6 separate regions of the Mus musculus genome follow, and all the other regions are linked to region 2. The links are chromatin contacts, called in public Micro-C and promoter capture Hi-C maps. All regions are on one chromosome and are shown on one strand. Each heading gives the region's core, a stretch centred on a gene start, on an enhancer-like site or on the middle of the called end of the contact. The rest is flanking DNA. Distances are from core to core; before and after follow the strand shown. Region 1 holds the start of Wasl (WASP like actin nucleation promoting factor). Region 2 holds the start of Cadps2 (Ca2+-dependent activator protein for secretion 2). Region 3 holds the start of Iqub (IQ motif and ubiquitin domain containing). Region 4 holds the start of 4930554P06Rik (RIKEN cDNA 4930554P06 gene). Region 5 holds the start of Fezf1 (Fez family zinc finger 1). Region 6 holds the start of Aass (aminoadipate-semialdehyde synthase).

Region 1 (4,089 bases), core at 1,257-3,756, 830 kb before region 2:
ACAGGCTAGTAGACTGGAACCCAATCGGTCTCTCCTAAGAGGTCTGGAAACACATACCAGGCCACAGTTTTTTGGTTTTTTTTGTTTCTCTCATATCTATTTTCAAAGCAGTTTGGTGGTCAGTGAGAGCTGGTATTTTTAGTTTAAAAAATGTTCATTCTAATTTTGTGTACATTTTAAAATGAAAATAAAATTACATCACTTTCCCCCTGCCCTCCCTCCAGCCCCACCCAGGCATCCTTCCTCCAACCCCTCCTATGCCACCTCCCTACACACATTCTTAAAATAGTTTTAATTGCTTTTTTGGGCTTTGTTGTTTGTGGTGTGTGTGTGTGTGTGTGTGTGTGCGCGCGCGTGCGCGCGCGTGCTCTTGCATGCACTCTCGTGCACTCACATGAGAGAGAGAGAGAGAGAGAGAGAGAGAGAGAGAGAGAGAGAGAAATGAGAGAGAAATGAGAGAGAATAGAATCCAGGACCTTGTGCACATTAAGCAGTCATTCTCTGGTCTAGGTCCTATCTAGCTTCTTGGATTTTACTAATTAACAGGCCTGTCTACAATTATAATATTAGCAGTTTGGTTACTTTAGCAAAATGGACTAAAACAATCTGGCAAAATCTGTAGCCTGATCACTAAGAAAAAGAATATGTTCTAAACTCATGGACATAGATTTGAGAATTGTGTAAGGCTGTGAATTAAAGGTTTTTGAAAAATCAGGCTTATATAAAATAGATGTAAAAATACATGCTTCAATACTTGATCCTCTAAGACAAAGATATACATAGCAGACCACTAGCAAAGATGGTGAAAAGGGAGACAGGCCGTGGGTACTCACTGTGTATCAGGTACACTAGCACATGGTTTTCTCTCTACATTTTTAAAGTAGGTCTAACTGTCCCAAGTTCCACTATACTACCTCCATGAAACAGTGATTTTATTTTACAGATGAGGAACCTGAGACAGAGAAGCAATTCCCGGATGTATTTAAACAACCGTCTAACTGGAACTTCAACCTTGAACCAACCGCAGCCTATGTTTTTGGATAAGGAAGTGTTCGAGTTTGAAAATGTCAGGGCTGAAACATTTCTCAAGAACTTGTGATGATCTTGGCTGTCACCATGCTTTCAGTTGATAAGAGGTGCATTTTTAACAAATCATAAACTGACTCATCTTCCAGGTTTCTTAGCCCCACGGTTCAAACATTTCTTGTACTTCAAATGGTGCCTTTCACAAACCTACTATTTTAAAAAGTTTTGCCACTTTTAAAGATTATCTTTTCCGTTAACATTAACATAATTTGAGATATCCATATACTATGTGAGAACTCCTAAGAGTATATTCGCACATCCTCTGTTGTAGGCTTGCTCTTCATCACCCAATTTCATTATGTGCATTATAGGCAGCTTTACAGCTTTGTTTTCAGTTCGTCGGTAATAGTTTATCAATGTATTGAGAGCTATCAGAAATTTACCAGAGTTTGTCATAAAAGTTGAATATGCAACTGTTTAATTAGAACTAGGTAATTAGCAAACATCGTTAGTACAACTTATGTGATACGTTGTATGATTAATGTTAATAGTAGGATGTACATTTTATAGAATTCGCTGTAATCTGGTTTATCATCTCTATATTCCAATTTTTTTAAATTAAAGCTTTTTAGTTTTCAACCAATGATTTTATACTAACCTTTAATATTATGAAACACAGTAATGAATTCTCATTATTTACTTCTGCTGGGAATATTGCTCAGCTGGCTGAGTATGCACCAGGCCCTAGGTCCCTGCACCTAGAATACAGAGCCATGAAATTAACTCGTAAGGAAAAAAGAGGTAAGGTGTATTCCTACACGACATTCCCAAACGCGTGCATTCATCCTGAATTAAAGAGACAAGGTGCTTCCAACTTGAGATAGAGAAAGATTGAGAGGGGTAGTTTCCAATTCACAAGGCAAGGAAAAAACTACACACACCTATCCCACGAGATCCGCCAGGCGGGTGGTGGACGCCTTTTGCGATTCTGTTTTTGACATCTCTGAAGATGTCTATCCTGATCTTAGCAATGTCCCTCCACGCCCCGTTGGCGGCCGGGACTAAGATCCAGAAACCCGAGGCACCTGCGGCTCTGACCGAAACTACGCCGGCCGACCTTTCTCTCCAGCTAAACTAGATCTCCCTGACAGGCGGCCTGAGAGTCTCGCTTCGATGCCTAACAAACACTGGCTACGCGGACCCGACGCTCCGCAAAGGTGGGCGCTGCTGCAAGGGGGCGTCCGGCTCGGCAGTCAGTGTAGGAGACCCGCCAGCCCTGCCTCGCTCTGAGTCTGCGCACGCGCGCGGTGGTCATTGGTGGGGGCGACTAGCCTGCAACAAGACCTCAACCGGGATGAGCCTTGCCGCTTCCGGAAGGGGCGGGGCCTGGGTAGGACACGCCCCGGCACGCAGCAACCGAGGGGGTGTCCCGCCTTGCCGAGTTTCCGGCGCTCTCCCCCGCGTCCCGCGTCCCGTGGTCTCGCCCGCCCCCGCTGCCATGTTGGATTGTGCGGCTGCCGCCGCCGCCGCTGCCGCCGCCGCCGCCAGAGGACTGGAGGAGTAGGGAGTTTAGCGCAGCCGCCGGAGTGCTAGGACAACGACCATCCAGCCGGAGCTGAGCAGGGCGGGAGCCCGGAGCTTCCCTGTCGGCGCGCGGCCCGAGGGCGCCCGCCGTCATCTCCTTCCCTCGGCCTCCGCGCGCCGGAGGAGCGACGACGGGATGCTGCGGCTGTGACCGCCGGCTCGCGCCCCTGTCACCCAGAGTGGGACCCGAGTGCTCGCCCGCCGCCAGAAGTGACGACCCTGGACGCTCCACCCCACCGGCGACACCATGAGCTCGGGCCAGCAGCCCCCGCGGAGGGTCACCAACGTGGGCTCCCTGCTGCTCACCCCGCAAGAGAACGAGTCTCTCTTCTCCTTCCTCGGCAAGAAATGTGTGGTCAGTAGCCGAGACCCCCCTGTCGCCACCCCCCAACGTCTACTGGCGGGTTCGGGCTGGGGGGGAACGGGACTCAAGGGTAGGAGGGAGAAGGGGGGCAGGCTCGGCACGGCTGGGGTGCTGCTGCGGGCCAGGCCTCCAGCCTCCCGGGCCCTGGGGCTCCCCTCACCCAGCTCTCCGGGTGCAGGCCTGCCCGGCCCGGAGCCACCTCCCCCAGCTGCTGGAGAACAAGGGAGTGTCACCTCCATAGGCCTGCCCAGTAGCCCAGGTCCGCCGGGCCGGGCCGGGTCCGTGCCCTTGCTGCAGGTTCAAACTTTACTCTAGACCACAAGGGGATTTTGTTCGTGCATCAGCAGCTTAAGATCTCAGGACAGGATCCCAGCATTGGCCCTTGCTTCACTTCCCACTTCTGGATCTGGGTTATCTTCTTTAACAATGCTAGAGGTTTTAGGAATGAATAGATGGGGAAAGAAGCGAATTGGATTTTCGGTCCGCCTTAAGGATTCCGGGAGAGAATAAAGTGCAGTGCAGGTTCATGGACACTTAGGATCAGAGCAAGGGCAGGAAATGCGCCTGCTCCCAATTGCAAAAAACAAAAACAAAAAAACAAAAACGGGGTTTATTTCTCCAGCAGAAACTAGGCCTAGTTTCTGCTCTCCGCCCCACTGTGGGTTTTTCTTTTCCTCCCTGGCGTTGTGGGGTGGGGTGTAGGGTGCTGTTCGCTCCCAAGCCATGCGTAGGGAAGCGACAGTTTCTAATAGCTCACGGCCTTTGGGATCAAAAGTGGTTCTGAGTTTGGTGCTGTGAGGAGGCCCATTCCAACCCCAGATGGCGGATTGGGAGCAAGCAGTTCTGTGGGAAGGGGAATGGGTGTTATTGACGGAAGCATTCATTACGTTGGCTGCAGGCCTTTCTGGGGTGGGGAGGTTCTCTGGGTGAAGGCCTTATCTTGATCTTCCTGAGGTGACTGAGTTGAAAGGGGGATTGTTGGAATGCTAGCCGGCTCCCTTTCTGCCGTGTTTGCTAGCTCTCACAGAGCCTGTGCCTCTGGAACCCAGGAAACACCCAGAGAAGTTTCAGCCGAGCTGAACCATTTCATATCCTCCCTTGGCAATGTTGGAGAT
Region 2 (4,166 bases), core at 331-2,830:
GGAGGCAGGGGCAGGCAGATTTCTGGGTTCAAGGCCAGCCTGGTCTACAGAGTGAGTTCCAGGACAGCCAGGGCTATACAGAGAAACCCTGTCTCGAAAATCTCCCTCCTCCAAAAATAAAATATAAAAAAAAATAGTGTCGTTAATAATGTCACCTATCTGCCTTAGGAGGTTACTTTGATAATCACTTTGGATAAATACTCTCACAGAGTTTTGCAAAAAGTCTTCAAATACATCAATTTTAATATATGTACACACACACACACACACACACACACACACACACACACATATATATATATTTTTTCCTTACCATTGACCATCAGCTAGTAGGCATGAAACATTTTTTATTACTAAGGGACCAAAATCAAGGATTAACTAATGGAGAAGGCTCCCTAGGAGTAAATGCCCTCTTTTTTCTCCATTGAGGGACAGCATCAGTAGATGCAGAAGGAAAGTGTTTTTGTGTATCTAACCACCAAATGGCCTGGAAAAGTTTAAACTGCGGCTTGGCCCTGGGACAGAGAAGCTCAGGGCTGGTGGGTGCTTAATTTGTCCTGTTAATTCCCTGGAGATCTGCATCCTCCTTGCTGGAATGCCACCGCACACTGTTCCATGTGTTGAATGCCTGTTTTGTGCATTTCCCCTTCTGTCTGAGCTCAGGACAGAAGTTACAGAATGGCAAAAGAAACTGCGAGGCAGTTCTAGCATCGAGAAAATCGGCGCAGATAATTCAGCCTTCAGGTGCCGCTATGAGACGCCCACTTGAGGCCAGGAAAGAGAGCGACTTTGTGTTGTGTGCCCTCGCTTGTGCCTCTGTCATAAGCTAACAATGCTGGACACCGGCCTTCTCTCGGGTGTTTGTTGAATGTCTGTCCACCCAAAACAACCTGTTTTGTTTGAGTCAGTTCTATCTCAACATAGGAAACAACTGAGCTGTGTTTGTCAGAGTTTCATTTTTCAAACGTAAAATCTAATTTGCTCGCGGGTTTGCCGGAAACAACAGGAATACCTACCAGTTTAAAAGACCCCACCCCACCCCGGACCGGACCGGCCGCTGCGCCAACTTTTCTTTTAATGCCCGTGCTGTGACGATTACAATTTGGACTTCTTGGAGAGTGTCCCACTGCAACGAAGGGAGAGAGACTTTTTTCAAGTCTCCTAGAAAGAATAATACTTCGAGGGGAAGGCAGCCGGTCCCACTTTTCAGCACTCAGGTTTCACAAATCAGGTCCCAGCACTGTCCGGAGCTCTCTCTTGGAGACTGTGTTTGTTCCCCGTCCCTATCCCGCCGCCACCCCTACAGAAAGCCTGCAGGACTACTGGGTGCATGGTGGCCCGGGGTCGTCTGTGCTCGTCTGGGCTCGGCATCACCCGCCCTCTGCAAACTGCGCGCTCCGGGGCGCCCGGCACACCCGCCGCCCGGTCCAGGCGGTGGCGGGCGCGGCGGCGCGCGCACGCGCACTTCGCGTCCCCGCGTCCGCTCCTCGACATTCCGTTCCACGTGTTGCTCGGGAGGCGCCACAGGTTCCTCACCTGCGCGGGCGGCGGGGGTCGGCGGCGGGGCTGGGCGCGCGCGCGGGCTGGACGCCCGAGGCTGGGCGCGCGGTCCCCGGGCGCCCCGAGCGCCCCCGCGCTAACTCCGCCTCTCGCCTCCCGCCGCTCCGCTCGCCCGCCCCGCGTCCTGGCCGCGGCAAACACTCGGGCGCCGAACTCGACGTGTCCGGAAAGCCCGGGCCACTTTCCCTTTCGTTCTGCGGCCGCGGCGCACCGACCTAGGTTCCCGCGGACCCGCGGGGACAGCTGCGCTCGGCGAGAAGCCCCAGGGATCGCGGGCCAAGCCCAGGCGTCCCAGCCAGCACCATGCTCGACCCGTCTTCCAGCGAGGAGGAGTCGGACGAGGGGCTGGAGGAGGAGAGCCGCGAGGTGTTGGTGGCGCCGGGCGTCTCCCAGCGAGCGCCGCCGGCCGCGGCTCGGGAAGGGCGGCGGGACGCGCCGGGACGCTCCGGTGGTGGCAGCGGCGGCGGAGCGGCCAGACCCGTGAGCCCGAGCCCCTCGGTACTCAGCGAGGGGCGAAATGAGCCCGAGCTGCAGCTGGACGAGGAGCAGGAGCGGCGCATCCGCCTGCAGCTCTACGTCTTCGTGGTGAGGTGCATCGCGTACCCATTCAACGCCAAGCAGCCCACCGACATGGCCCGGAGGCAGCAGAAGGTGAGTGGCGGCGGGACTGGGAGCCTCCCGCGGCCACTTACCCCTCTCATCCTCCCGCCCCCGGGGGCTTTCTCCTGGGAGAGTTCAGGGCACCTGCTGCCGTCCTTCTGCGAAGGGCTGGACACTATTTTAGTAGGTCTTTGAGGGGTGTCTGGGACAGGTTGGAGTGCTTAGGTCTTTAACCCCAGCCGGAGCTAACCAGAGCTGGCCTGAACTGGCAGGAGCTGGCAGCTGCACCTCACCATCCCCAAGACATGGACTGATCAGCTGATCCCACCTTGCAGGTCCTGCAGTAATTAAACCTGGGCAGATTAGGTTGGGACAGGGTTAGAATACAACTCGCAACAACTTTAATTTGGGCTGCTGTGGGGTGTATGAGCTGGGCTTTGCCCTTAAGACAGACTGAGTGTGTAGCTAGATGAAGCAGGTGGAACACGGATACTTTCCCATAACAGAGAAATCTCCACTAGGGCAAGGGACTAGACATTTTCTTGGTGAATTAAAAGCAAAGTTATATTGCTAAGTTTTCTGTGTGGCTAAACAATCAGGGCATGACATGCAAACAGCGAGGAAGCTATGCATCCAGAGAGGCTATGAGTAATTCTAGGCCATGGCAGGCTTAATGAAGTCCACTGTTAATGACAGGTGAAGGACTAGCTAATGCTTTGCTTATGGCTCCTTCCCTAAAGATTTACAGAAGTTCTGTCAGATAAAATGTCTCCCTTAGTTGTTTTAAAACGGGACCCCAGAAATCTGATATTCTGTACCATACACAAAAGGAACAACTTCAATCACCTTAATTGGGTAAATGTGTAGAATAGAAACCCTTAATAGTCAGGGAAACCCTTTAGTGGAATAAATACTGAGCCTGAAATGCTCTGAAGAAATCTGTAACAGTCCCTTCCGCTTGTGGCGCGGGTGGGGATTGCCCAGAGCATACCTACATATACAGTCCTTCATCACTGTCCTGAAATAGTAACTCCTGCATGTGAGACCTTTCTTTTAGAAATTTGGCAACCTTTTGAATTGACTTTTAAAATAAAACTGTAGACCAGAGGAAGCAGTTTCCCATCATGCATCCTACCAAAACCGTCCTATTCACGTTTGTTCGTTCAATATTTCATCTTTTTTTTAAAGTCCGACATGTAAAAAAGCTGTGCGTAGCTACTGAATGCAACATCTTGAGTTTAGGGAGAGGTGGACAACTGTGAGTTTGCCTGAGGTGAACGATACTGTATAAAAATTTCCAAGAGGATAGCTCTTAAGTGTTCTTCCCAACTTCACAAAATCAGAGCCAACTGAGCAGCTATTCTGGAACGATCATTCTCTTGAGTGGTTTGGGGACATTTCTTTACTACTGAAGGCTAATCACAGAAGCTCCTCAGGTAGCCCAGCCTTCTAGCTCATAGGACAGTGGGCAGATAGAGACCTAACTAGCTCTAGGCAGTCTCCTCTTGCTATCGGAGAGAAGTGGGTCAGGGTAGCATTTCCCAGTAAGAGCCACTTGGCATGGCTGAAGTTGCAACCCTTCAGGTGAAGGGTGAGTCTCTTGGGGTGTATGGTGAGCCTGGGATTCCACTCCTACCCAGGGCCATCCATCCGTATGTGCTGCGTGTGTAGAGTGTGTAACAGCTCTGTCCGTTCAGCAGATGCTAACCTCAGTACTCGTTCTTAAACCGAGTGTGGGTTTTATATTTATGTTGTGGTAGGAGTCTGTACAAAATATATGAGTGTCATCCAGTATCTAGTTTCATCTTACACATGACATTTTAGTTTATATTTCAGTATATTAATATGTAAAAATCATTATCTGGTAAAAATCAAGAGGCTGTTTGTGTTTGGAATAGGCTCCCTCTAGGCTCCCTTTGAAGAAAGTCATTGGCTCCTGGTTCATTTCTGCTGTGCCTACTTGTAGTCTGTGAGGGACGGGGCCTCTCCCGTGGCTCTACAAATAA
Region 3 (4,152 bases), core at 1,295-3,794, 680 kb before region 2:
AACTTGAAGTGTGTTATTTCCAAGTGTGTGTGTGTGCGCGCGTGCGCGCGCGCACGCAAAACCATAGGACAACTTGAAGTGTGTTATTTCCCAAGCAGCATTCATATCTTCTTTTAATTTACTTTTTTTTTTAAGACAGAATTATCTCATTGTCTTAGGAAGGTTCTGCATTGGAACTACAAATATATGCCACAACTCTGCTTTGTTTTGTAAACATAGCTTCTAGAAGGCAAATTTAGGTTCTTGCAAATCAAGCATTCTACAGACTGCCTCTCTCCAGGTTCCTGGTGTGAATTCCTTGGTTTTTCATAGCGCGTGTGCAAGAAGAGCTGAGAAAGCTAAGAGCTCTACCCGGGACACAGACTGAGCTGCTACTCCAGAATATTCTGTGTACATGGCTGTGTGGAATGGGAACATAGCAAACCACATGAGTAAAGACAGAGTGTGTTTTGAATGTGCCATAGAACTCATAATTGTGTTCCCTACACTGTTAGTTAATTTTCAAAGCAGTCTTCAAATGTTGCATATCTAAGTATAACAATGCTATATTAATTTCTGTATATGATTGTAAATTGCAAGATATGCTTCAGGTACCATGATTCATATTCATTCTCTCTCTCTCTCTCTCTCTCTCTCTCTGACCTTGTAGCTTTCTTAGAGATAAACATATACTACTTGTTACAGAATATCACATTTTACTCTTTGGATTCCTTTCTCCAGAGTAAAACAGGCCTTCAGATCTCTGCAAGAGAAAGTTTTCCATAGCTCATTTGTAAGTAAACCCAACCTAAGTTGCTACAAGGCTGTTTGTGGTCTCTACCCACTTTAGTATGAACAAGTGCTTTTGTCACAGCTGTCCATGTATTTGATTGAGGACTGAAGATGCATCAGTACAAACTATCTACATTATCTTTCAAAATTCAGTGACATCTTGAACATCTGGTGGACCTCAAAAATTTCAAGAGGATGGGGCTTCACAAGTTCACAAATGATGCAAATTAAGTCAGGGATAAGTTCAAAACAATTTTTAGGTCTTTGGTATTATAAATATCCATTATAATAGTTTTCCTACTTACCTGTTTAGGTCTTTAGTATTATAAATAATTATTCTAATAGTTTTTCTACTTACCTGTTTTTTATAGAGATACATTTCCATGTGGAGTTACTTTGAAATGCTTGATTTCATAAAGCCACTAGGTGGCGACTTTGTAAAAGTGGAAGCACATTAAAAGGAACAGCCTATGACTAAGTGCAAGATGACATTTTGAACAAGACCTAAGCAAGGGCATAGATTTAGGATAAAAAGTAAAATTGGATAAAAAAAAAGCATGGATTTGTTTTTATTTTCTGATTAATACTATTTTTCTATTGCTGTTTTCATTCAGGGGACATCGACATTTTTATAGCCAAGCACGTTTATGTATTTGTGAGATAGAAAGTGTGTGTGTGTGTGTGTGTGTGCCTTTGATGTGTTAGTAACCTATCCAAGTAACCTATGTAGATAGACCATCTAAGAAAAGTACATTCTATAAAGCTAAGTTTGTAGTACATTATCAGTAAGTTATTAAGACAGGTGGTGGGTATCAAGCTACATTTAGCAGTGGAAAGAATATGAATTTTTCTGCTGCCTCTATTCCTAACCCTGGTGTTTGCATACTGCCCCTAACAGGAGAATAATGAATGATAAGCCTTTGAAAGTGATGGGGTGGGAAAGTGATGTCAGCAAATTGATGAGAGTGGATTTGTAGCAACAAGGTATAAAGAAGGCAACGGCTTTTATAATGAGGGGAATGGACTTTATAACACGTTTTTTAATTTCATTAAGCTCTTTAAATATCAAAGGATGTTAAACATAGCACATAGTAAGGGTTTTAAAAAATCTGGGCTCTCGATTCAGATTGGATTTTAATACTGGCTCTCATTTAATCTTTGTGTGTTTCATTTTTTTTTTTAAATAGTATGGCAGTGCTAATAGCAATCCTTCAATAGAATCATTGCATTGGCTATTCGAAATACAGATACGGTGCTATGCTTAATGATATTACTAAACCTTTGCTGTTATTGTGAGATAACCACATGAAATTTGTGCAGGGAACATATTTGATCCTTTCTCTAAAACTGATTTTAAGACTAAAGAACGTGGTGATAGAAAAAGCTTTGCTTCTCCTGACTTATAAAAGCAGAGTAGTTATTAATTCTTCCTGTTCTTTCTGGCTGCCAGGAAGCTAAAGGAAAGATCTTAACTGGACAAAAGAACTTAGGTAGCACACAGTTGTGTTCCTTTATAATCCCTGTCTCTCAGTGTTCACATTTGCATTTTTAAAAGAAGGTAACCCGTGAGCTTAGACTGTTTACAGGACTGCCTTTTCAGAAGTGTGAGAGAACTCCCGGAGAAAGGTTAACTTGGAATAATCTTTAGGTCTCAGTTCCTGGCGCCAAACAATCTCTACTTCTGGCTCCTCTGCTTTTGCTCTTGCTGGCTGTTTCCTTTCCCACTGCGCGGGGGCGGTGCCCTGGCAGAGGAAGCTGGCAGTTGCTAGGATACGCCAGCAACAGAACATCTAAGCAGAAAGGAGCTGCTTCCGAGGACTGGTGAAGCCTCTTGGTCTGTGATAGCTATTTCTTGAACAGGTAAGAGGACACGTTTGGCAGCCCTTTCCTAGATGGCTGCTGGTTCTAACTGGGGGTGAGCCTGGCATGCTAGGCCTTGCAGGGGTGCCGATCTCTCTTGGATACAGGGCTCTCTGGTCAGAGGACAGTGCTCCTTAACTTTACTTAAAAACAGAAAACTTACAAAGCATCACACCGCTTTTGACCCTTCTCTAGTTACCCCCCTCCCCACTGATATGGTATCTTGAATCAACAAGATCACTCTGGGAGGTTTACACCACCCCGCCTCCTGGGTGCTAAGGAGAGGAGAGTGCCCGCATCTGGTACTGGTCTATGGACACCATTTCCAGTCTGCAGGGAATTCAGCCTTTAGACTTTCCTTACCAGGAATGCTGCTTTCCTCCAGTCATTGTCTTACCTACTAACAAAAACTTCAGTAGGCCTATAAAATAAAAGACAAGACAGAATCTCTGTCTTACCAGTATTCTACATGTAGCAGGCTTTAATGGGAAGAAATGAAGTGGCAGACTTTTTATATACAATCTTAATAGCCACTGAGTTTTATTTTAAAAGTAAAATAAAGACTGAAACATATTTGAATGGATAATATATAAAAATGAAGGAAATTCAGCATCCTTGGAGATGCATGCCCTTAGCACTGGGGAGATGAGGCAGGAGGATGGCAAGTTTAAGGCCAGTCTGGGATGCATAATGAGATGCTGTGCCAAGAGGTCCATACCTCCATCCAATAGCGTGACACTCTGTCTTTGTTATTGTTCTATTGCTTTGAGGAGACACCATGACCAAGCCAACTCCTAGAAAAGAAAGCACTTAATTGGAGGCTTGCTTACACTTAGTAAGTTAGTCCCTTCTCATCATGGTGGGTGAGCATACAGGCCTGGTACTAGAGCAATAGCTGAGAGTACTACATCCTGGTCCCCAGGGAGAAAGAGGGTGGTGGGCAGAGAGGCATGAGCTTTTGACACCTCAAAGCCCACCCCCAGTGACATACCCTCTGACAAGGTCATACCTCCAAATCCTTCTAATCCTATCAAAGCGTTCCACTCCCTGGTGACTAAGGATTCAACTATATGAGCCTATAGGGGCCATTCTTCCTCAAACCACCGCATACTTTAACAATGAAACACTGAATTGTAAACATCTTAAAACCATTTCAGACCTTCCCTCCACACAAATATCAAAGGGCTGGAATACAGTGTCAAATTTTAAGAAAAGAATTTTATTTATGGACTTTAATGGAGATCTTTGTGTCTTTTCACCTAATTATAGAAACTTCTTTCATAGTGTGTTTAAATTTGTAAATAAGACGATGTACATTTGTTGCAGCCCTATTTTCTACTTGTATAAAAATTGAAGACAGGGGGCTGGAGAGATGGCTTAGTGGTTAAGAGCACTGACTCTTCTTCCTGAGGTCCTGAGTTCAATTCCCAGCAACCACATGGGTGGCTCACAACCATCTGTAATAAGATCCGATGCCCTCCTCTGCTGTGTCTGAAAACAGCTACCGTGTACTCATATACA
Region 4 (3,811 bases), core at 766-3,265, 660 kb after region 2:
CGCATGACTCCACTGAGGGTGAATCAGCGCCATCCTTAAAGACTAAGGTTTGACTGATCTTCAACCTTACGTTTCCATGTAGCAGAACGAACTGTGTGCAGCTAAGCTAGGTTGTGGCTTATCTTCTGAATAGTTCCAAGTTGTTTCCTTGAGGAACGTGCAGAGATGAAACTGAACGAAAGGCTGGAGCGAGTGTGCTAGCTTTTGTACAAAGAATTCGTTTTTCTACCAGTGCTTTCCACCTCATCCTTGGGAATGCCACAGGGTACAAAGCCTCGGCCTGCCCAGTAGAACGTCCCCATCCAGCTGGAAGCCTCCACTCGGGGCTGCATTTCCACCTCAGCTGAGTCATGTCATCTTTACGTCAGCATGAAAATATTAAGCACTTCTAATTGTGCTTGAGATCAACATTAGAAGGCATTCGGAAGAGAAGCTAAGTCACTCTGAGGTTCAGCTGGCTCAGCTCACCTTTCTGAATGCAACTTGGTTTTTTTGTTTTTTTGTTTTTTTTCCTGTCTGTTTCAGATGGTGGCCAGAACTTCAATATGCTTTTTCTGATGCCTTAGGCTTCTTTATTCTTTTTCTAAAGCCTGCCTCTTCAACACAGGGTTGTCTGCCACTATGTGGTGGGTCTCCATGCTGGCAGCTCAAATGGCATGGTTCTTTTTCTTCTCCTCCATTCGCCTCCCCTGGGTGGTTGCAGCAACTTACAGATTGCCTGCCCTAGGGTCTATTTTTCTCTCTCCTAAACTTTAATAAAGTTACCCTCAAGAGTTAAAAAAAGAAAGAATGCATTAGGACAAAATATTTTTGTCTGAGAGACTCACCAATAAAACTTCCAAGTTCAGAGATAAATTTGTCAAGCTGTGACCTTGGTGACATGGAAAGAGAGAAGGCAGCTAAAGCATACAGAAGGGCAGGTTATTGTGGACTCTAGTCTCTCTGGGACAAGACAAGAAGGCACTTAGAATTAATCATGACCCTATCTTTACCTTGCAGGTTACTAGAAACTTAGTATTTTTCTCTACAAAGTGGAGTGATAATAATATTAGTAATTATGATGTCAGTAGTCTCAAACTCGTTTTCTGGCCTAAATAAGCACACATTTCTGTTGCTTGGGTTTTCTTCTCCCTTGAATTACAACTAATTCTCCCATAAACAAAAGCACCTCACTGAAAGTGCTGTCTGTGACCGGACACATTCTGATGTCTCTGGTGTTCTCAATTAAAAATAAAATGCGAAGCAAGTAGCCTGTGCTTCCCTGCAGAATCCAAATTCAACCTCTTAGGAAGGACTGACTCCTGGGATGGATTCAACCTTGGTTTTGACAGAGGAATCAGCTGGCTAACCAGAATCTAGATCTTGGAGTGGCATTCCATCTTCAGGTAGTTCTCCATAGAAACAATGTTTATATTTGTATAATTGACATGTGAAACCACAGCAGGGTATATCCATTGTAGCTTCTGGAGTTCCGGGGACTTGGGTTCGAGTTTCATGTGTACTTATTAAGTATGTCAAATCGGTTAGGTTGCCATAGCTCTTGAGATGAATTTGTCTGATCTGTAAGACACAGATAACCTGTGCTGTGACCAGGGGACACATAGATCATGTCAAAGCACTGTCACATCTAAGGAGGACTGGGGCATGATGGCATTCCTCACAAGAAGAGTAGAACCAAGGCAAGACAACTAGGAAAACAGAAGCAAACAACTAATACACGCCTCTTACATCCTATAGTGCACAGCGATTCTACTTCAAGAGCTTTACCTACATATGTACGCCCACACGCATGCAAGCATACTTATGATCACCGAGTATTATTTTAATATTTTCTGAAACAAATCCTATAGGCTTATCTTGGGGACTCAGAGTTGTTCAGAGAACTGCTGTGCTAATTTTAAAAGTGAGGTGAGTCCTTGCAGAGTGAGCTGTTGAGATGCTCAAAGATGAAAGTTAGGCCAGTCAAGGAATTTACAGAAGTCTATGATATTGTGACATCATCTGTGGACGTGGTACATTCACACCCAGCTCTCAGTGATAGAGGTTGCTGTAAGAAGGTAGTTGGTTTTCTACTAATTCTACTAATGTGTCCATTTTAGACAGGATGGAATTCATTATTTTGAGCATGGATACATACATACATTCTTATGGGCAGTAAGAAATTATGTAGATGTAACCTAAAATGTCACAAATTTCCCTGATCATAGAGGCCTTTGAACGGCAGTGAGACATCACACTGGCTAAGAGTCAGCTCTTCTGAGTCGATTGAAGGCAGCAATATGGTAGAAGTAAGAGGAGTTCTGAGGCCATCGATGAAAGGACAGAGGCTTATGAAGGGTTACAGCACGGGAGTGGAAAATGAACGACCAGATACTGCGGCTACGTTCAAGGCAAAGTCAATGAGGCCTGACAGTGGACCAACTCCTCAGTGTAAGTAACTCACAGCCTTCGACCGTAATTTCAATATCTTTGGTCTAAGAAACAGGCAGAGTAACTGTCCAGCAAGACTCTTTTCTCTTGCCTACTTGTTTTGAACCCCGCCCTCACTTTCTCCCATGCTCTTACTTGTTTGGTATATGAGGAGACAGCAACCTACAGACAGCGGATTATAAAATACAGTTGGGACTGCACGTGTAAATTGCTATCAGAGAAAAGAGGAAGCCCGAGCCAAGGACAACCGCATCTTAGATGTTCACTACCTTTGATATGAAGATCAAAAGATAGCTTCATAGCCCTGGGAAAGCCCGCAAAAAAAAAAAAAAAATCCTGTCAAGAGCGTAGAACCTCAATATGAACACCCGGAGCCGATTATCCAAGAAAGCACGTGGCTTTTGTAAGCTTCAGATCTTCTTCAAATGGATGCATGTAACCGGAACCCATCTGAGTTATGTTTGGTATCTGTGTTATGGGTTCCTTAATGTTTGTTGTGACTTAGCATATTTGAACAGTTTCTTTTGGGTTAATCGAATTTCAGGTTTAAGTACCCATCAATGCTGCACGCAACTTGAGCTAGCTCTTTTGAACTGTAATAAACCCTTATGGCACGTCAGCTGTTTCTTCTGTTACAAATCTATGGTGCAAGGGTTGGTTCTTTAGCATTGACATAGGGATTAGCGTACAGCTTTACCCGATTAAAGTAATTAATTCTTGACTAACTCCTACAACTTAAATATTTACAACTGTGTACCAAGTTCAAAGGAAAAACAAAAAGGTAAAATTTGGTGCCACCCAGTGGCAAATTCGTAAATTGCAGCCTAGAGACATTGTGAGGAAAAGAAAAAGATTTTCAAAGAGAAACTCATTACAATCCACAGACACAATGATAAGTGATTTGAAATCATAGTTAACGGAAATGCGGAATTAAAAATGAATTAAAGTATGGAATCGGGAGCATGTAGGGCTGTAAAGAAGGCTCGGCAGTGGCAAAGGCTTGTTCTTTCAGAGAACCTAGATTCGGATCTCAGCACGCTAAGCCTGACTCCAGAGCTCCGAGGGATTGATTCCGAGCCTTCTGCTAACTTATGCTGCATCCTATATGCATGTAGTACGTAAAAACTCATGAAAGCAAATACAAACACGTACAAATAGAATAAAATAAACCACAAAAGAAAGGTGATTTGCTGTGGAATTATCTAATAAAGTAGCAGCATGCTATCTATCCACACGATGAACATAAAGCTGGAGAATTTATTTTTTAAAATTATAAGATGCAAACAGCAAACACATTACAGATGATTTGAAGTCATACTTTACTGAAATGCCGAATTACAAAATGAATTAAAAGATGGACTCAGGAGCATTAAGGGCTGGA
Region 5 (4,210 bases), core at 986-3,485, 590 kb after region 2:
GCCCCAAAAGCAAATCGAACGAACATTTCCAGTTGGGGAAAAACTGAGGCCCCAAAGGATTCCAGAATGCCTCCGGATTTTTGTGTTGCCTCCTTTTCTCTGCCAGGGTGCCCTGCCCAGACTCCTACTCTTCTCTGCCTCTCAGGTCTGCCCAGCTAGAAGTGCCTGGGTACCTGAAAGAAGACACTCCCAGGCCTAGCCACCAAGGCGGGCCACAAACAGCCAGACTTTTCCACCATCTGGCTTCTTAGCCGCTGCAACTTTCAAAAAGACTTCTGTTGGCCCCTGTTTTATTTTATTTTTCCCAGCAATTATTTCTCCAGCATCCACTTAGCCGTCCCGCCTCGCTGTCAGGCCTCAACAACTCGCTGTCTTCGTTTCCACCCAACTGGGCTTCCCTGGCAGTGTTTAAACTGACTCGCACCGTCTGGGTGGGGCGGAGGAGCCTGGTGGTATGAGCTAGAAAGGGGGTTTGGAGAAGGAGAGATCTTGAAAGCCAGTTGCCTCCATTCGAATCCCAACTTGGCACCTTCCAATACATTAGCCTTAGGCTCAACAATCCTAGGCTCCCACATTCACCTCCCACTGCTGGCCCTTTCCAGGGTTCTCACCAGAGGACAGCACATCTTACTCTTGGCCAGATACCTGGCGGATACTTGGTCCACACACGGTAGAGTTAACTCACCAGGCTGACGGTGCTTGGAGTTTGCCGGCAGCTCCTTCCCGCGGCCTCCAGGAGGCGGTTCAGGGCTCATCGCTCAGCTTCCTCCGGGAACTGGCTTGAGAACGGCGGGGGTTTGTCTACGGTCCGCAGCCCCAGGAGCGTGCCTGGGGTTCTGCTCTCGGCGACCGAAGGCTCCCGGTTGACCTCTCCGGGGAAGGCGCGCGCCGCTACTCGGGCGGGAGCCGCGGGGACCCGCGCAATGGGAGCCTCAGCGTCCGGCCTTTTCATGGAAAGCTCGCCCAGCTAGCGAATTTGGGCCCCAGGCGTCACACCAGGAGGGCGCTGGGCGCGCGGGGGAGGGTGGGGGGGGGTAGGGGACGCTTAGGGTCTCCAAACGCTCGGGGGGGGGGGGCAGAAATGGTCCGTGACCACCACACTTTGTTCGTCTGCGCGCACAGACACGCGGGGTATCGCGTGCACTGATGAGCCGCACGCAGACGCTGGCAGCCAGGGTAGGGATCGACAGATTGTATTCCCCTTCTCCGCTCCACGTTTAAAACCCTCTGCTCTGGAAGAGCAGTGGGCGCAAGTTCTTTGGAGAAATGCCCTTTCGGGGTTCTCTCTGGAAACTCAAGGAAGCGCGCTCACGCGTGTGTTTGTGTGAGTTCAATCCGCGTCTAGGTCTCTGGCCGTGTGGCTCCCTCTTATTCTTTGCAACTCAACTTTGTGGTGCTGGTGCGTCTTTCCCAGGCCTATTGCCATGGGCATCGCTTTGACAAAACCACAAACGCATAACAAGCCTCCCAAGGCCTTTACATCTCAAGGGCATTTTGGGAGGCCAGTTACCTGCTGGTGTCTTCCAAACGGTCCAGACGCGGCTCGAGCTGCAGCGACTCCTTGATTCAGGGAATGAGCACCACCTCCCGACCTCACCCCCCAGACCCCCTCGAGTCCCGGAGGATGAAAGTGGGCTGCGTAGGAGGAGGCATCGTGGCCCGAACTGAGCTCAGGCAAGCCAAGCACAGAAACCTCGGATTTTGCCGTCAGAGGTTTCCTGGTCAAGGCTTTCTAGAGCCTGGCGTTTGATAAATATAGCCTGGCATTTGCCCCTGAATTAGACTCTGTTTCCTTATTTAGCCCTAGCACAATGATTTTAGATGATGTCACTTAGAGCTAAACGAGAAAATTGATCTCAGATTTGCTTGGCCTCTAAAGCCTGGTTAAGCAGATTGAGAATTAAAAAGACAGAGGAAGCTAGGGGGAGGGGCAGCTGAAGGGTAGAGAAGTGTGTGCGGGCGAGTGCTTGCGCGTCGGGGAGGGCTCTGCGCGTTGCAGAGAGCGCCCCCGCCTCTTCTGGGCGGGGGAAGCTCTCTCACCAATGAAAAGTAGTCACCGACTGCAGAGAGAAAAAAAGTTTTCCTGTTGACTGTTGGAAGCGAATTGAGCAATTATCTAGTTTACCTTCTCCTCTTGGAAGTTAACGATTGGCGAGATCTTGGCTGCGTTATTGACACAACACTTTCTATTGATAGAAATAAGTAGTGATTGTCCCCGAGTCATTGGTGCGCCAAGAACTCTGCGATGGGCTGGCAGGAGTCCATTGGGCTGGGCAGGCAGGTTCGGCTGGTGATGCTGGGGAGGAGGAGGAGGAGGCTGCTGGTGGTGACGGTGCCTGTCCTCTCCGCAGGTCTGTGACAAGCAGGGGACAAGGCAACGATCCCGCGACTCAACCCCGGCTGACCGACGCTGGCGACTCAGTCATGGACAGTAGCTGCCTCAACGCGACCACCAAAATGCTAGCGACTGCTCCAGCTCGGGGCAACGTGATGAGCACATCTAAACCCTTGGCTTTCTCCATCGAACGAATCATGGCGCGCACCCCTGAGCCTAAGGCCCTGCCGGTCCCCCACTTCCTGCAGGGAGCCGTGCCCAAAGGGGACCCCAAGCACTCTCTGCATCTCAACTCGTCGATCCCCTGCATGATCCCTTTCGTCCCCGTGGCGTACGACACGAACTCCAAAGCGGGAGTGAATGGCTCAGAGCCCCGCAAGGCGAGTTTGGAGGTTCCGGCGCCGCCCGCGGTGGCGCCCTCTGCGCCGGCGTTCAGCTGCAGCGACCTGCTCAACTGCGCGCTAAGTCTTAAGGGCGACCTGGCCCGCGACGCATTGCCACTACAGCAGTACAAGCTGGTAAGGCCGCGTGTGGTCAACCACTCTTCGTTTCACGCCATGGGTGCCCTGTGCTACCTGAACCGAGGTGACGGCCCGTGCCACCCGGCTGCGAGCGTGAACATCCACCCGGTGGCCTCCTACTTTCTCAGTTCCCCTTTGCACCCACAGCCCAAAACGTATTTAGCCGAAAGGAATAAACTGGTTGTACCGGCAGTGGAGAAACTCCCTTCGGGAGTAGCTTTCAAAGACCTGTCCCAGGCTCAGCTGCAGCATTACATGAAAGAAAGCGCCCAACTTTTGTCGGAAAAAATCGCTTTCAAAACCTCGGATTTCAGCCGCGGCTCTCCAAATGCCAAGCCCAAAGTTTTCACTTGTGAAGTCTGCGGCAAGGCAAGTCTTATGCCAGGAGTTCCTTCTTCCTTCCTTCCTTCCTTCCTTCCTTCCTTCCTTCCTTCCTTCCTTCCTTCCTTCCTTCCTTCCTTCCTTTCTTCCTTCCTCTCTCCATCCCTCGCTTCTGTTTTAGTATTTGGGGAGTGGAAGTATAAACTTGTTTTGCCCCCTCCCTCCTTTTTATCACTTTGGATCCAATCTGTGCTTCCGTTAACCTGTTTTCCTTTGTGTTTAATTTTTAAGGTCTTTAATGCGCACTATAACTTAACCCGTCACATGCCGGTACACACAGGAGCCAGACCCTTCGTGTGTAAAGTGTGTGGGAAAGGTTTCCGGCAAGCTAGCACCCTTTGCCGGCATAAGATCATTCACACACAGGTATGTTCCTCCGTCAGAAGTTTACCCGAAAGGCTTTGGAACCATTTGGGGGGAAAAACGCATCGATATAGCCTCATTCTTTAGCATAAGACCTTCTGGGCTGTGGAGGCTGGACTGGGAGGCCTTGTGTTGTTATCTTTGACCTGTTTAAAAGCTTCAAAGTGTATGGTGATGATAGGATTCCGCATCACAATAACCAAGTACTGTAAATTAAGTTCTCTATTCTTCCCTTTCTCTCTGCTGCTTAGGAGAAACCTCACAAGTGCAACCAGTGCGGTAAAGCATTTAACAGAAGTTCCACGTTAAACACACATACCCGAATTCACGCGGGCTACAAACCATTCGTGTGTGAATTCTGCGGCAAAGGATTTCATCAAAAAGGTATTGAGCACAGGAGATGTCTTTCTCAGGGTGGTCATAGGAAAGTTATACTGGATATTCTCGGGATTTTTTTTTAATGACCTCTAAAGTGTACCTGCTTACCTGAGCCGAAGAAGACTGTCAATTTTATTCCCTACTATCTGGTCTGACCAGTGTAAGAAAAGGCACGTTTGATATGTCAAAGGGTGTTTCTTTGCCACCTCCAGTTTTCGGTTAGTGTAACTGG
Region 6 (4,167 bases), core at 430-2,929, 710 kb after region 2:
CTGCATCTGGGCTGCACTTTCACCACTAAGCTCACCTGGGCTCTCATCAGAGGGCCCAACTCGGCCATACAGTGCCAAACCTCAGCTTCTTTTCACGAACACCTTCAAAACCAGCACAAGGTACAACCTTGGCCATGTCCAGAACACATCTATATGCTGACTCCAAGGAAACACTTGACAGAAGACATCACCTCAGGGATGCTGGCCCCTTCTTAATCACTGCTAACTTTTCCGCCCCAACTGACCAGCATTAAATATTCCAGCAAAGTAAAGTTTTCACTGTAATAGTTCTGGTATCTTGTTGTTTAGTCAGCCCCAGCTAACAAGAACCAGAGCATCTTAATTCAAAATAACAAATGGCCCTGGTAGAATTTTTAAATTTCTCTCTGAAACTTGACAAGCCAGACCTCCATTGTCTGCACTGTCCTCAGTGTTCTTATCTTCCAAACTCCTACCAAACAGCCCTTTGAGACCTCAACACTCAATAGCTTTTCTTTCTTTTAAAAAAGATTTATTTTATTTTATGTGTGTTTCACCTACATGTGCATGTGTCTGCCTGCCTGGTCTCTCACAGCAATACCCCACTATTCTGGTACCAGCTTGTCTAGTCAGTTTGTCTTAGTTAGGGAGTCTATCACTGTGATGAAACACCATGACCAAAAAAACAACTAGGAGAAAAGGGTTTAGTTTACTTCCATATAACAGCTTATCATCAAAAGTAATGAAGACAGGAACTCAATCGGAACCTGGAGGCAGGAGCTGTTGCAGAGGCCATGGAGGGGTGTTGCTTACTGGCTAGCTTCCAGTGGCTTGCTCAGCCTACTTTCTTACAGAACCCAGGACCTCCAGGATAACATCAATCACAATAGGTCTTCTCCCATGAATCGCCAATTTTGCCTATAGCCCGATCTTATGGAGACATTTTTCTTGCTGAGGCTCCCTCCTCTCTGATGACTCTAGCCTGTATCAAATTGACACAAACTATCCAGCACTTTGGGCTTATTTTCAGAAACTTGCCTTCTAACAAGTCTAAATGGAGGAGGAACTTGTGAAACAGGAGGGTCAAACCCTTCTGGCTATGACCCCAAGGCTCCGCCGTCACTGAGGCTAGTCTTTACGAAACTCGCATTTCAGCAATACTGGAAATTGTAATACATTTGTCATCCCTAAACTTCTGTTCCTTGAATGGAGTGTACTGTACCCCGTGCTCTCCAGGTCCTCCGCTATTAGGATTCTTAAAACACGAGAAAACTTCCATTGGGCTGAGCTTCCTAAGCTGTGAAAAGGCTCTGTAAAGTGTGCTTCGCAAAACAAACAAGACACAAGCAATTGCAACGTTTTTCCAGGAGATATGCAAATTTCCTTAGTAGATACTGTCCAGACATTTCTTTTTTTGCTGTTTTTTTCCTACCCTCGTGGGCTTACTGCCACAGGGAGTTACAAACCTGATCAATAGCCATTTAGGGAGAACCCGATGCCATGAGCTAAGTAAGCTCTAGGGTCAGAGATCTTTCAGGCAGATGAACTTCAGGGTAGAGCAGGGGCAGGGCATGACCTAGTACCTGGCAGCACCGCTGATTGGTAGGAGAGAAGGTTGTTCCTTCAAAGCTACCGTTGATTGGCTGCAGGAAGGAAGACTTGTGACGTACTTAAAAGTTGAGCAAACACCTCCTCCTCCTTCTGGGCCCCCGCCCCCCTAGTCAATTTTTTTTGCAGGGAAATCAGTCTGTAGGGTCCAGATTCAAGAGCTCTGGGTGGCTGGGGACTGATCCATAACCTACAAGGTGAGAAGGGGGCCGGGAGGGCGACTCGGATGCAGGCGCGACCTCTGCCTGCAGGATGCACTTGGAGCTCCCAGCTCAGCCGCGGGACTCCAGCTGTTAGTCGAGAAATCGGCCTCCCGCCCCAAAGCCGCGGGGCGACCTCGAAGCTCACTGTGACAGAACTAGGGAGGTGACACAAGCTTTAGGCATCGCTGCCCAGCTTTGCTGGGGGGGAGGAAGGGCTTCAGGCTCAGCTCTACGGCTTCTGAATAGAAAGGGGGAGGGGCATGCACTTTTTGGCAGGTGGGCTCTGGTGGTTGTGGTCTGTTGCTGAGGAAGACAATACGGGTCAGTGTTAAAATTAAAGTTGCAGAGTGAATAACTTATTTATTCTTGGACTGAAAGCTTCTTTGCCTGTAGTGGTTGATGAAGAGAGCAAGATTCTTTCTGATCTCCTCCTAGTCCCCCTGGCTGGGTGGAATTCTGATACCAAACTTTCCCTGTCCTAGCTGCAGGTTTAGGGCTAGTAACTGTGACTGAGAGAGACCTGGTTGGCTGGGTCTGTCTGCAATCCGTTTGAGATGGGCATGAAAAAGTTAAACAAGTTGTGTCCAAAACTCTCGATACTCTGGGCGGCTGTGCTCAAGGAGAGAGCTCTGTGGACACACTTTGTAACCAACTCTGCATGGTTGAATGGGGTGGGGGGGGTGGAGAGGGAGGGACAGAGAGAGAGAGACAGAGACAGAGAGAGACAGAGACACACAGAGAGACAGAAAGAATGAATGAATAAATGAAATAGTTCCTAAATCTGTAGAGACTGTCATTTCTTGGATATTATGGGTCATGAATTGTGAGAATCTGGACAAGGTGTAGCTGTGGTGAGGCTCGGTACAACACACTGAATGACCAATGATTTATACAGTCCTTCCAGTTCTTTATTCAAAACACAGATGGCCTGGTGTGTGTGTGTGTGTGTGTGTGGGGTGTGTGTGTGTGTGTGTATGTGGTCATGAATTCCTGTATTTTGCTATCCACTCCTCCCTCCCATGAAGGTGAGTGGACCTAGGGCTCAGAACTTGCTGGCTGTGCAATCTGGTTGTCACTCTGCAAAGTGACTTAGGAAGACAAGGGAGTTTATTATTTATGGGCGGTATTTCCCCAATCTTCTAGAAAAACCACACGTCTTATCACAATTCCTGCATTTCTTGAATGTAAGCTGTCTTCAATTTAAGATGCATTCTTACTTCAGGGATGCTAAAATGTGAAGACACGTCTTAAACTTGTTGAAATAAAAGAGTTAAAACGGTAATGAATTTTACATGTTCACCGTGTCCAAAGAGTGGCATTCAAGACAGGCTTTGTAATTTTTTTGTTTCTTTCTCCCTGAGAAGCATAATTTATCATAGGGCGGCAAAGGATAGGTAGTGTCTTCTACTAGGGGTGTGGTTATTCTTACATTAAGGGAAACAGCAGGATGGGAAACGTTTCACATTTATTGTCTACAGCATGTGAGACTGGCTCAGCTCACTAGTGGGATGAAGGCTCGAACAGCCTGGAGAGTTAGTCGGATTGTGTAGATGATGCACAAAATGAGTAAAGTCAGGTGCTAGGACCAGGTCGGGGGCCAAACTCCTCTCATCTGTCTCCTGTTGGAAACTTTGGCTTCTGGTTAGTGTGGTTAATGATCCACTGCTGCAGACTCAGGTGAGACTCTTAGTGCTTCCCTTTCCTGTTTAGTGTACTTTGGCTGGATTTAAAGGGCTGATTTATGTTCTAAAACACCCAGTGCACGTGTAGCTACACTGCCCACTCTCTCCTGAGCTTAATGGAATCAGGATAATATGGCTAGAGGGACCTTTCCTTTTCTTTTAAAAGATATTATGTTCAAAGATTTATTTATTCTCTCTCTCCCCCTTCCTCTCCCTCTTTTCTCCCCCCACCTCTTTCTCTGTATGCAGGGGTAGGGAAGATGAGTTGACAATCTGGTTCTTAATGTATCCATCATGCATCCTTTACTGCCTAGGCTTTTATGATGTCTATTTAAATTTTGTCATTTCTTTTACATACGTAATTTTAAAAAATTTAACTGGCTCACAAAATCATAGAACTCTAGTTTATTAATGGGTAGCATGTGTTTTTTGGATGCATGCATGTAACATGCACTGTTTGAATCCAGATAAATATATTGTACTGGCTGGTTTTGTGTGTCAACTTGACGAAAGCTGGAGTTAATCACAAAGAAAGGAGCCCCTTTTGAGGAAATGCCTCCATGAGATCCAGCTATAAGGCATTTTCTCAATTAGTGATCAGTTAGTGATATTGGTGAAATAGATTTATTCTTTTTTAAAATTGTTGAGGTTTTCTGATGTGCCATTCACTTGGAATACAGAAAGGAATAATCATA

The links. Promoter capture Hi-C pulls out the DNA fragments that hold promoters and counts their contacts. A called contact is a pair of places that touch in the nucleus more often than the background predicts.
Region 1: a contact with region 2 is called in a promoter capture Hi-C map of hippocampal neurons, with 3 times the contacts expected there. The contact joins the promoter of Wasl here to the promoter of Cadps2 in region 2. A contact is called at or near these places in 3 of 39 promoter capture datasets (hippocampal neurons and liver) and 1 of 484 Hi-C or Micro-C datasets (nephron progenitors).
Region 3: a contact with region 2 is called in a promoter capture Hi-C map of hippocampal neurons, with 6 times the contacts expected there. The contact joins the promoter of Iqub here to the promoter of Cadps2 in region 2. A contact is called at or near these places in 8 of 39 promoter capture datasets (cranial neural crest, embryonic stem cells, frontonasal cranial neural crest and 3 more), 7 of 484 Hi-C or Micro-C datasets (LSK cells, cerebellar granule neurons, cerebellum and 3 more), 3 of 115 datasets of contacts at active chromatin or transcription factors (astrocytes, bone marrow-derived macrophages and forebrain) and 1 of 9 other capture datasets (embryonic stem cells).
Region 4: a contact with region 2 is called in a promoter capture Hi-C map of hippocampal neurons, with 4 times the contacts expected there. The contact joins the promoter of 4930554P06Rik here to the promoter of Cadps2 in region 2. A contact is called at or near these places in 2 of 39 promoter capture datasets (hippocampal neurons and second pharyngeal arch cranial neural crest).
Region 5: a Micro-C map of embryonic stem cells shows a contact between it and region 2, with 7 times the contacts expected there. The contact joins the promoter of Fezf1 here to the promoter of Cadps2 in region 2. A contact is called at or near these places in 5 of 39 promoter capture datasets (cranial neural crest, embryonic stem cells, liver and 1 more), 13 of 484 Hi-C or Micro-C datasets (LSK cells, differentiating embryonic stem cells and embryonic stem cells) and 3 of 115 datasets of contacts at active chromatin or transcription factors (all in embryonic stem cells).
Region 6: a promoter capture Hi-C map of liver shows a contact between it and region 2, with 3 times the contacts expected there. The contact joins the promoter of Aass here to the promoter of Cadps2 in region 2. A contact is called at or near these places in 2 of 39 promoter capture datasets (both in liver).

What each region holds. Positions count from the first base shown.
Region 1 is chr6:24,663,412-24,667,500 of GRCm38.p6, reverse strand. Wasl (WASP like actin nucleation promoting factor) reads left to right here and starts at 2,506. Exons shown (of 11, transcript NM_028459.2): 1 at 2,506-2,965. The coding sequence starts at 2,858.
Region 2 is chr6:23,836,835-23,841,000 of GRCm38.p6, reverse strand. It overlaps Cadps2 (Ca2+-dependent activator protein for secretion 2), which reads left to right and starts at 1,580. Exons shown (of 30, transcript NM_153163.4): 1 at 1,580-2,211. The coding sequence starts at 1,864.
Region 3 is chr6:24,513,459-24,517,610 of GRCm38.p6, reverse strand. It overlaps Iqub (IQ motif and ubiquitin domain containing), which reads left to right and starts at 2,544. Exons shown (of 13, transcript NM_172535.3): 1 at 2,544-2,631.
Region 4 is chr6:23,179,719-23,183,529 of GRCm38.p6, reverse strand. 4930554P06Rik (RIKEN cDNA 4930554P06 gene) reads left to right here and starts at 2,015. Exons shown (of 2, transcript NR_167898.1): 1 at 2,015-2,057; 2 at 2,208-3,049.
Region 5 is chr6:23,246,289-23,250,498 of GRCm38.p6, reverse strand. It overlaps Fezf1 (Fez family zinc finger 1), which reads left to right and starts at 2,235. Exons shown (of 4, transcript NM_028462.1): 1 at 2,235-3,225; 2 at 3,469-3,603; 3 at 3,852-3,984. The coding sequence starts at 2,425.
Region 6 is chr6:23,130,498-23,134,664 of GRCm38.p6, reverse strand. Aass (aminoadipate-semialdehyde synthase) reads left to right here and starts at 1,679. Exons shown (of 24, transcript NM_013930.4): 1 at 1,679-1,784.